Regions from separate parts of the Mus musculus genome. Here region 2 is linked to region 1. The links are chromatin contacts, called in public promoter capture Hi-C maps. All regions are on one chromosome and are shown on one strand. The core of a region is the stretch at or near the end of the contact, and the rest is flanking DNA. Distances in the headings are between cores, read along the strand shown.

Region 1 (5,787 bases), core at 167-2,666:
AGGAGTTAGAGGCAGGTGGATCTTTATGAATTTGAGGCCAGCCTCATCTATATACTGAATTCCCAAACAGCCAAGGCTATGTAGAAAGAGCCTGTCTCAAATAAATAAATAAATAAATAAATAAATAAATGTTTTAAATATGAATACAAGCCCTTTCTTGGAAAAGAAGCTTGGTGCTAGAGATAAGAGTTAGCCACACACTGGTAGACACAAAGGAAAAAGTTTGAGTCAGAAACCTTAGTGTGACACAATTTTCTCTACACTTGTTTTCTTCTTCAATGGTGCCATCATTGTTACCTTTACAAGTGAATAAATGTGTGTGTGTGTGTGTTTACATATATATGTAAAACAGTTAAAGTGGAAGAGGCCATGAATTTGGAAGAGAACAGGGTGGGATATATAGGAATGTTAGAGGGAGAAGGGGGAGGGAGAAATTATATTTTAATCTCAAAAAAAATTTAAAGGCTGTATAATTAATTTACATAGTTTTTTGAACGAACCCCCCCCCCCCAGCCCTCATCCCCGTTGCTTCCTGCTGCAGGGCATGGAGCCGCCCTTTGGTGTGGTTTGTATACTCAGTGAGACTCCCTTGAGAGATGATTTTTCCTTTGTGGATGGTTGGGGCTGGGAGCTCATGTCTTTTTCTCCATCTTAGAGCTGGGACTAGGTCAGGTCTGGATCCGTGCAGACGCTAGCTAGGCATGCTGCCACAGTTGACAGTGAACTTTCTACACAGCATTATCAAAACAACGCTGTTGAACACCCGTACTCAATAGAGCCAAGAAGTTTATGGTACTATCTGCAACGCGGGGTCAGTTAAAAACCAGTAGACAAAAACCTTTCTTTTTCTTCCATTTGTCCTTCTTGTTTATTTTGTGTGTGTGTGACAGGTCACACGAATCCCAGGGCAACCCCAAACCTGCTCTTTGGGCTGGGATGACCTTGTACTCTGATCCTCCTGCTTCAACCTCTCCAGGGTTGGGATCACAGGTGCGTGCTGCCATTGCCGACTTCCTTTTCCCTTTATTTATTTTCTTAATTTTTAAGAAGTACGGTGCCCAGAAAAGATGATTAGTTAAGGACTGACTGAGTAGATGAAAACAGACGACTGGATGGATGACCCTTCTAAATGGCGGACTCGTCCCCCTTTCCAATTAAACAAATTTGTGTTGCCCTTCACTGAATTCTGCCCCAAGCTGGCCCTTGGATAGAAGCCTGTAGAAGAGTTCCTGGAACAGCAGACCACAAGCCAGGACTCCTAGTTCCCATGTGCCATCAAAGCAGGAGCCACAAGAGCATGCTTAGCGACGACCTAACAGAGCTTGGCAGGCTGCACCTGTAGAGTGACAGCCCTGCTGGTGAGGGGCCATGTGCTACCTGCATCCTCGTCCAACCCCACCCCCACCCCACCCCCCGCGGTGGCAGTTCCTTCTAAGACGCGGGCTGAGTGCTGAGTCGCTGAGAGGCGAGCTCTCCATGTGACTTCAGTTTCCGTTGGTTCCTTCCGCAAGTGCTAAAATAATCTGATGCCCCAGAGCGAGTAGGCAGCGCAGCAGCGGCAAGTGCTGTCCAGGAGGCTGGGGCCCTGGAGACGATGCGCCCCGCGGAGCCGCCTGGGCCTGCGGGAGCAGTGAGTATTTCTTGCGTGGGTTCGTTGAGCATTGCCGGGCTACAAGAGGTGGGCGAGCTGGGACCGGGTTGGGTGGTGGGAGGTTAGGCATCAGCTCCCCCACCCCACGCACGCCGCGCTCAGGCTCATTGTGAAGTTGTGGTATCCAGTCTCTCCGCCTCTGGGCTGGATTTGGGGGGGGGGCTACACCTTTGGTGTAGGTGGAAGTCTCAGGAACTCTTACAGCTGAGAGAGGAGGTGTGTGATGTGGGAGAGGCACGTAGGGCTTTACAACCAGCTATGGTTTGATTCCTGGCTCTTTCAGGGAGAGTGTGAACAGGTTAGGGAACTTTTCGGAGCCTCCTTTTTTTTCCTCATCTACACAGTGGTCAGTGCTCCTTGCCTAGTCTGAGTGACCGGACGTCATGAGAGGACGCTGTGAACACTCAGCATACGGGTGTTTGCATCGACTCCTTTGCCCATCAACATAAATTGAGACCCACCATTACACAGGCAAAGACACGGAAATCCATCCACAGTCGCACTTACTTAACCGGGATCTTCCCAGGGTCAGCTGTGTGTGTACATCCAGAAGACAGCAAAAGCCCTTCTCCTAGAGCCTTTGTCCTGGGTAACTTGTGCTGGGGTATTATTTGGTCCACAGCTACCCAAGTGTCAGAGAGAGAGATTAGAGCCAGGCTCTCCTGACTCCTGCTCAGTGCTCTGCTGTGGTCCTCTCGGCCTCTGCAGGCACAGACACACATCCATGGACCTACCCACAGGCTCGCTCGCACTCAGGAGCTGGGCAGGGAAAAGCACTGCTCTCCCTGCAGTTGCTAGCTCACCATTGCGCTGCGGCGATGACCACGTGCCCCACTGTAACTAGGATCGGAGCAGACTAAGGAAGGCTTTCCAGTGTCTCTCTCTGCTACTGACCGTGAGGTACGGACAGTTTTCACGGTGTTTGAGGCCTGGGGACACCCCCTATGAGCTTTATATGTGAGCCCCAGAGTTCCTAGAGGGGGTTATAGACTCATGGGCCCAGAAAAACAAAAAACAAAACAAAACAAAAAACCTCAACACTTAGGTTAAAATCAAAACCAAACAGCCTCACAAGAGAAGGTGCCTTCATTTGACTGGTCCTTCGAGAGAACTCTGGACAATGGTACACACTCCACCAGGCTGTCCTGGAGCTCATTAGCTTCTAAGCCAATCTCCACTGGCCTGACTTGTGAAGCAGGAGGCAAACCCTTTCTCCTTAGTGATAGAACTGTCCGTGGATAGATTCTTGGGGAACTAGCTTCTGTACTGTGTCTAATATAAGCCAGTGACACAGAAGATTGTAACAGGGCCAGCCTCCTTCGTAGTCCCTATTGACTGGAGTCAGGATTGGGATCGGACCAAAATACCTAACAAAACCCAAAGAAACAAAACCTGGACTTCTTAAGGAGGCATGGTCTGGTCGAACAGTAAAATGTAGTCAACAATGCTGAACTGCAGGTCTGAAAATGGCTAAATGATAGAGTTTATGTGATAAAACAGATGAAGGGAGGGAGGGAGGGAGGGAGAGTGTGTGTTTCCCCCCCAAAAAAGCAACCAAGCAGTTGTTATCAGAAGCGGGGGAAATGAAGTTGCTAGACAGACTTTTCAGGACAAACAGAATCAGGGGCTGAGACCCAACGTTTTGTGTCTTCAGTGTGTGACTTTAGCCTCAGCAGAGGGCACAAAGGAGGAAGTAGAACTTTGCCCTGGTTCTCACCAGTGAGGTGGGTACAAAGAACAAGGCTGGGACCAGTGATGCGCTCAGCGTGGCCACAAAGTTCTGTGAGGTCCCCAGGGACTCCCCTCCTCAAGCCCCAGCCTCCACATTTACCACCCTCAGGCACTGTATGTGGGCTCACCTTGAGTGCTGCTGCCTGGCCCTACCTCTAAGAAAGATAACAATCTGGAGGGGATTTCTCTGCAGGAGATAGCATTTGAGGCTCTGACTTTCTTTCACACAGCTTCTGCTCAGTGAACCCTGTCTATCTCTGGTAGCCCTGGTATCTCCTGGCTTTCCTTGTCTCCCTTGGATGCTAAGACTGAGCACTGACCCTCAGCCATCAGCTCTCTCCCTGCCCGGCCTGGGGCCACATCTTTCAACTTCAGGCAAGTTAATGGTCCTTGTAACCACCCACCAAGACACTTGAAACTTCCCCAAGGGGACTGTTCTCAGCCTCAGCCTCCTCAACGTTGGTCTGACAGGTTTTCAAAATTTTGTGTTTACTTAACTAAGGTGATTGACCAGAGGTCAGAAGATGTCATTAGATCCCCTGGGACTGGAGTTAACAATGGATGTGAGCTACCATGTGGTTGCTGGGAATTGAACTCAAGTCCTCTGGAAGAGTAGCCAGTGCTCTTAACTGCTGAGCCGTCTCTCCAGCCCCTACTTACAGGAATGTTTAAAGAGTTCCGTTGTTTTATATGCACTCTGAAGTATTTTAGAAGAGCTGTACTGGTGGCCATGGTATTTGTTTATTTGTTTGCTGTTGATGACTGAATGCAGGACCTTGGGCACGCTAGGTCAGGCTCTTCCACTGATCAGCCAGGTCAGGGTTCTCTTCTGCCTCCCACCCTTTTAAAGTTTTGTTTTGAGAACAGGTCATGAAATTGCACAGGCTGGCCTCAAACTCACCATCTTCCTGTCTCAGCCTCCTCAATGCTGGGATTACAGATGTTTTACAATGCCTAGCGATTTGGCTTTTTTTTCCCTAAATATTTAATCTACCTGTATTTGAATGTGTGTGTGTGTGTGTGTGTGTGTGTGTGTGTGTGTGTGTGTGCGAGCGCACACACACAATATGCATGGAGGAATTCACAGTCTCAGGAGAGAGTATCAAATCCTGTGGAACTGTATTTACATGCAGTCATGAGGCCCCATGTGGGTGCTGGGAACTGAACCCAAGTCCTCTGCAAGAGCAGCACACCCTCTTAACCAGTGAGGCACCTCTCTGACCCTGTCTATTTGTGCTGGGGTATGTGTTTGTTTGTTTAAGATTTATTTGTATTGCTCTTTATTCATTTGTGTGTCTGTGTGTGAGCCTACATTGTACATGCAGGAGCCTTTGGAGACTGGAAGCATTGAATCCTCTGGAACTGGCAATGTTGTTGTGAGCCACCAGAGGTAGGTGCTCCTTGACGTCTATTTTTATATAATAATAATAATAACAACAATAACAAATGAGTTGAGTGGTGGTAGCGCACACTTTCAATCCCAGCACTTGGGAGGCAGAAGGAGGGGAATATCTATGAGTTTGAGGCCAGACTGGTCTACAGAGTGAGTTCCTTGACAGTTAGGGCTATTACAGAGAAACCCTTGAAAAACCAAAAATGAATCAGTGAATAAATAAATAAATAAATAAATAATACAATGAATTGAAGGATAAGTAAAATATGATAAAAATAAGTATAGTAAAATGTTATAAGCAGAAGGTAGGTAGGTGGTGGATATACAGTGGTGCCTGATGACAGACTTTTTCGATTTTGTTCTATGCTAAAGTCTTGTCTTGTCTTTTCTTTTCTTTCCTTTTCTTTTTTCTTTTGGTTTTTCCAGACAGGGTTTCTCTGTGTAGCCCTGGCTGTTCTGGAACTCACTCTGTAGACCAGGCTGGCCTCGAACTCAGAAATCCTCCTGCCTCTGCCTCCCAAGTGCTGGGATTAAAGGCGTGCGCCACCACGCCCGGCTTTCTTTTCTTTTCTTTAAAGATTTAATTATTTTATGTATATGAGTACACTGTAGCTGTCTTCAGACACCCCAGAAGAGGCATCAGATCCTATTACAGATGGCTGTGAGCCACCATGTGGTTGCTGGGATTTGAACTCAGGACCTCTGGAAGAGCAGTCAGTGCTCTTAACCAACTCAGCCATTTCTCTAGCCCCAAGTTTTTTCTTTATATGAAATGCTGGAGGAAAGTTAAGTTGCTAATAATTAATAACTACTCAAATTGCTTCTCATCAACATAAAATTAAAATAATAAAAAACCCTGCAATGTGTTATCATAGGTTATCCTTCAGCTGAACTGTTAGGCTATAAAAAGGAGGGAACTCCTCGAAGGATAAATAGGAATTTGGTAAAAGAAGACCCCAGAAAGGGTCTTTCCTGCTGAGGAACCAGCTTGTGAAATGTGTGATTCAGCTGG
Region 2 (6,264 bases), core at 1,862-4,361, 520 kb before region 1:
GTGGGGGGAGGTATGCCTTGGCATGGGCCTGCTGAGGCACCCCCTCCCCCATACCTCACCACACCCCCATAGAACATATTCTTATAACTCTTTATCTTTTTATAAACACATCACAGAGTGCTTAAAGTAGAAAACAAATCCTAGGGACAGAAAGAAAATTGGTGGCCACCAGGGCCTGAGGACATTGGGAGTTAATGGTAGAGCCAGAGTTTTGCATTAACTGAGCACTTAAATGATAACAATGGTAAATCCTAACCTACATGTGGTTTACGGTAAAAAAAAAACAAAACATTTAGCTGGACATGATGTCACATGCCCCTAATCTCAGCCCTTGGGTGGCTAAGGCAGGAGAATTAGAGTTTGAGGTCATCAGGGGTAGCCTGTGAGAACCTGTGTATAAAACAACACACACACACACACACACACACACACACACACACACTTCTGAAATGTGTTTACTCAAAGATATTGGAGTAGATAAGGCATCATCTTTAAGGTTAGCATGGAGCACAGGTTCTCCTGAGGACCAAGGGGGGTTCCTGGAGCCAGGCAGGGTCCCCCAAGGCCTACCAGCTCTGTGGGGTCAGAGCAGAGCTACCCTCATCCAAAGCTTTCCACAGTTCCTGGCTAGAGATCTTGGTGGCACAGATTTCAGTCTAGCAGGTTCAGGGTAGAGCTTCCAGGTACTGCTGGCTTGAGCTGCTGGCCTCACATGATTTTTTTTTAAAGATTTATTTATTTATTTATTTATTTATTTATTTTAATTTTTTTTTTTCTGAGACAGGGTTTCTCTGTATAGCCTTGGCTATCCTGGAACTCACTTTGTAGACCAGGCTGGCCTCGAACTCAGAAATCCACCTGCCTCTGCCACCCAAGTGCTGGGATTAAAGGCGTGCGCCACCACGCCCATCAAGATTTATTTATTTTACATATATGAGTACACTGTAGCTGTCTCCAGACACACCAGAAGAAGACATTGGATCCCATTACAGATCCCATTATAGATGGCTGTGAGCCACCATGTGGGTGCTGGGAATTGAACTCAGGTCCTCTGGAAGAGCAGTCAGTGCTCTTAACCACTGAGCCATCTCTGCAGCCCTCACATGATCATTTTTTCTAGGATAGGGGTAAACAAACTGATGCATCTAGCCCATGTGTGGGGGTCCCTCCAAAGCCCTGGAGGGGTTTCCCCAGTTCCTCACAACAGGTGGCTCTTTCCCTCCCTCAGATGCCAGAGAAGGGCCAATCAGTGGAAAGCCACACATTCCCCAGGGCCATCCTGGTGGTGGCTGTAGAAAAGTGAGACATCTTCAAAACAGCTCCAGAAAAGACAGCTGAAGCAAGGGCGTCTCCTCACCGGGAGACCAGAGGAAAGGCTGTGCAGCCTTGAGAGCTGAGCTCTGCCAGTCTACAGCCACCATCCTGTGAGGCCCCACCCCCTCTCACGTTCCCCGGGATCTTTAAAAATACCTTAAGAATCTCAGTTCTTTCCTTTAGAAACATACAGACTCGAGAAAAAGAGATCTACTTTCCTGAAAATACATTCATAAACACGTCAAAATAATTCATTAAAAACGTAGAAATGAGCCCGGCGGTGGTGGCGCACGCCTTTAATCCCAGCACTTGGGAGGCAGAGGCAGGTGGATTTCTGAGTTCGAGGCCAGCCTGGTCTACAAAGTGAGTTCCAGGACAGCCAGGGCTACACAGAGAAACCCTGTCTCAAAAAAAACAAAAACAAAACAAAACAAAAAAAAACATAGAAATGCGTGGAGAGCCGTGAGCAATTGCCATCACAAGCCTCCGCTGTGCCTAACTGGTAAACAAGTAATGTGCGCAGGTGCAAGAGTAAATTCGTGCGAAGTTACTGCCCATCCCGGGGCGTAGTAGTGGGGTAATGAGTGAGCAGCTAATCAGGAGCTGACATGTCACATGGAGGGGTATATAAGCAGCATCATTTTCCTTGTTTGGGGTTGTTCTTCTTTCGCCTATGCAATCAATGCTCTCCCAGTAAACGTGTGCAGAAGGATCCTGTTGCAGCGTCATTCTTCCTGGCCAGTTGAGCGTGTGCAAGAGAAATGTTAACAAAATAATGTCTTACACAACAAGAGTTTATCCACAGAAGGCAAAGTATGTAGTGTTTCAAGGATGTTCAAGATGAAAAGTCAGTAGCATAAAACGTGAACAATTTAAAAGTAGTTTACAGTGCTGGAGATATTGGATCAGTAGATGAGAGAGTCTGCTACTCTTGCAGAGGAACCATGTTCTGTTCCCAGAACTTACCTGTGGTTGCTCACAGTTTCCTGGAATCCGGTTCCAGGGGAGCTGACGCGCTCTTCTCGTCTCAGACACATACGCATACACACAGGAAATCATACATACATACATACATACATACATACATACATACATACATACATGCACAGACATACAGGCAAACACTCATGCATATAAAATAAAAATAAATAAATCTTAAAAAAATAAGAAGCAGTTTATAATTTAACATTCACCAGATGTACTTATTTTTATAAGATTAATACATACATGTCTGCACAGATAAAACTAATATATCAAGTTTCACGTATTTTTCTGACTAATTAACTTTTCTAATGCGCTCTGCTGACTGTCCCAATTCTACAATGGGCATTACAGCAGTCATAAAAAACAACAAAGAGTAGCCAGGCGTGGTGGTGCACGCCTTTAATCCCAGCACTCAGAGGCAGAGGCAGGCGGATTTCTGAGTTCAAGGCCAGCCTGGTCTACAGAGTGAGTTCCAGGACAGCCAGGGCTGTACAGAGAAACCCTGTCTCGAAAAAACAAAAACAAAAACAAAACAAAACAAAACAAAACAGCCCTGACTGCTCTTCCAGAGGTTCTGAGTTCAAATCCCAGCAACCACATGGTGGCTTAAAACCATCCGTAATGGGATCTGATGCCCTCTTCTGGGGTGTCTGAAGACAGCTACAGTGTACTTACATATAATAAACAAACAAACAAACTTTAACAAACAAAAACCAAAGAAGACAAATAGAAGGAAGGTCAACACAGCACAAGGGAGTAGTGCCGGGACTTCCGGTGGAGTCGCTGCGTGCTCTGCCTGAGCCTTTAATATCCTAGCACTTAACTCCTGGAGCACTGGTTTCTCTCCCTGGCTCTGGTTGGCCTCCTTCAGAGCCTCCATAACTGTCCATAGAAACAGGGTTCTAATGTCCTTTCTCTTTGCATTAGACCCTAGCTGATCCCCGTTTTGTACCAGATGGTAGGCGAACATATTCCTTCCCAAGTTTACCTGGGCTGAGTCCCTACCAGCAGGGTTTAGACTCTTAAATGATTTGCTGGGAAACGACTTCATACAACCTTAGCCCCCTACACTCTCAAATTTAACTCAAATGGGTAGTGTCTCATCTTACCGGTAGGTGGCGCTGTCGACACAAACGTGCAATTGCTCAGGTTCTGCAGATCAGTTTCAAGCAATCCTTGATACAGAGTATCCAAATATAAGGCCCTGGGAGCAAAGGTACTATCTACTACCTCCACTACTTACATCTGTCTCATACATGTTTGAGAAACGGAATAAATTTAAGGAAAAACCGCACAGTTTAGTTTCTCATCTTAGCATTTTACCTGGCGGCGGCTGGCAGCTGCGGGACCGCCATTGAGAACTCCTGCATCCAGAAGCCAGGGGAGCCATTCTCCAAGTTCAAAGTTCCATAAAAACTAAATTGCTTCAAATTAAAAACACCTTTTGCCTCCAAAGTGCAAGGGGGGGGGCATGCTAGATTCTTCTTTCCCTTTGGCCACACTATTGTTAAGTGGATCAATCCAGCTTAAAGAGAGTGTCCTCCTCCACCCCCATCTACAGACCAAAAGGAACCCAGCAGGCTTGTTATTCACCAGGATATGAGAAGCACCTTCAAACCTTCAACCTCTCTCCCCCAAACCCCAACAAAAAGAGAATGGGTCAGGAGCAAGCCAGTCCATTCTGTGAGCTAACAGCTAACCACTGAAACACGGTCACCCCATGTCACTTTCCTGGTAATTTTATTATCTACCAAGTCAGCAGAGTCGCTTTCTGGGGAACCACCTCCCTGGGTACACAATGACACAGAGCATTTGCCATTTTGCCACAATGATGTCACTCCCAGGGGCACAGACTGTCTATTCAGCTTGTGTTCTGTCAACAGGGCTGACAGATTGCCCAACAAACCCTGAGTTTATTCCCCAGGCTGGGTAAACCCGAATCGGCTTCTGCTACACACAGTAACATTGCAAGAGCTAGCAGGTTGACCAGGCAAAAACCAACAGGAAGACCTGGGGTGTAGGAAACACAGCCAAAACAGTGCATTGCATTCCTGATTCATTCTCTCTCTCTCTCTCTCTCTCTCTCTCTCTCTCTCTCTCTCTCTCTCTCTCTCTCTCACACACACACACACACACACACACACACACACACACACAAACAACCGCAGTGTCCTGCTCCTACAAAAGCCTTCTGAAATACACTCTTTACAACAGATTCTTACATGCTGGCAACTCACGCAACAGTGTTTTGTTTGTTTGTTTGTTTGTTTTTTGTTTTTTTTTAAGTTTTCTTAAATAGAGTTAAAAAATGATCTATAGGGCTGGAGAGATGGCTCAGCAGTTAAGAGCACTGACTGTTCTTCCAAAGGTCCTGAGTTCAATTCCCAGCAACCACATGGTGGCTCACAACCATCCATAATGAGATCTGACGCCCTTTTCTGGTGTGTCTGAAGACAGCTACAGTGCACTCACATATGATGAATGAATGGATCTTTAAAGTTAAAAAAAATGATCTATAAGATATCTCTGAGTGTAACAAAACAAACACACAAACAAAACAACAACAACAAACTGTTGTTGCCAAAAGCGGCCTTGTTGGTTTGTTAAGGCAAACTGAGAGCATTAGGGTGGAGATTGGGGCAGAGTGGCTGATGCTTGATGCTAAGCTCCTGATTTGTCAGAACCGGCAGGATTCGTTTAGTGGGTGGCCTGTCACTCGGCAGAATGTCCTCTCTGCCTTACTGAGCTCTAGTGCCCAGAGCCATGCTCTCCAGGTAAAGCCACTCTTTCCTTCCAAAAGATCAGCAGGCCAGACGACACTTACTCTATTATCTTATGTGCGTGGACTTGACCTGCATCCTTGGTCTTTGCACCGTGTGTCTGTCTCCCTCACACCTGCAGAGGCCAGAAGAGAATCAGATGCCCTAGAAGTGGAGTTATAGATGGTTGAATTGCCATGCAATAACTTAGAATTGATCCCGTGTCCTCTGGAAGAGCAGCCAGTGCTCTTTTTTTTTTTTTTTTTTTTTTTTTTTTTTAAGTTTTTTTCGAGACAGGGTTTCTCTGTATAGCCCTGGCTGTCCTGGAACTCACTCTGGAGACCAGGCTGGCCTCGAACTCAGAAATCCGCCTGCCTCTGCCTCCCAAGTGCTGGGATTAAAGGCATGTGCCACCACGCCTGGCTTTTTTTTTTTTTAAATGCTGCTGTCTTCTCCTTCTTTTAAAGGTTTTGTTTATTAAGAGTCTCACTATGTAGCCTGAACTGGCCTGGACCTTAAGCTGTAGACTAGGCTGGGCTCAAACTCACCTGCCTCTACCTCTCGATTACTGAGATTGAAGATTGCCACCACGCCCCCTTATTGTTTTAAATGATGCCTGTCTGTGTGTGGGCGTGCACACGTGGCATGCAGTGCCTGTGGAGACCAGAAGAGGGTTTTGGAGCCACTGGAGATGGAGTCACAGCAGTTCTAAGTCACTGTATGTGGTATTGGGAACCTAACTCAGATCCTCAGTAAGACCAGTATAAATTCTTTAATTACTGCAGCAGCAGCTCCCGTCCCAGACTAAATGGCTTGTTGTTGTTGTTGTTGTTGTTTTGAGATGAAGAACATCTGAAAAAATAAAATAAAAAAAAAAAAGGACTTGAGGCCCCATACAGCCTATTTCCCCATTCATGACGTGACCTACAACTATTTTTAGAGTTTGAAAATTTGATTTTTGTTTAACTAACAAGTTTCCTCCATTCTAGGTAAGGGATCTATACCATGAGTTGAACTTTAGATTCTAGGCATCTTAACTAGAATCCATCTTTTTTATACTTCTTTAAGACATCATACCGCAATTAATAGTATAATTAGGGTTTGCATGGCAAAGGACCACACACATTGCATAGTGTGACATGGGGCTGCCTGGGATCCCAGGTCTGAGGCAGCTTTCTCATTTATGTGAAGGCTTCTACATCTCCCT

Evidence for each region. Promoter capture Hi-C pulls out the DNA fragments that hold promoters and counts their contacts.
Region 2: a promoter capture Hi-C map of embryonic stem cells shows a contact between it and region 1, with 4 times the contacts expected there. The contact joins the enhancer-like site here to the promoter of Nrros in region 1. A contact is called at or near these places in 8 of 39 promoter capture datasets (cranial neural crest, embryonic stem cells, hippocampal neurons and 5 more), 1 of 484 Hi-C or Micro-C datasets (liver), 1 of 115 datasets of contacts at active chromatin or transcription factors (pancreatic cancer cells) and 1 of 9 other capture datasets (embryonic stem cells).

Annotation. Positions count from the first base shown.
Region 1 is chr16:32,161,223-32,167,009 of GRCm38.p6, reverse strand. It overlaps Nrros (negative regulator of reactive oxygen species), which reads left to right and starts at 1,416. Exons shown (of 3, transcript NM_001347181.1): 1 at 1,416-1,630.
Region 2 is chr16:32,686,863-32,693,126 of GRCm38.p6, reverse strand. No RefSeq gene overlaps it. Among named protein-coding and RNA genes, the nearest start is that of Gm34766, 8.7 kb to the left of the region's middle. Within about 2 kb of position 3,111, at least 38 of the 459 cell types and tissues checked have an H3K27ac peak or open chromatin away from gene starts, as enhancers often do. A contact at or near this core is called in embryonic stem cells, liver and pancreatic cancer cells, where this site is marked.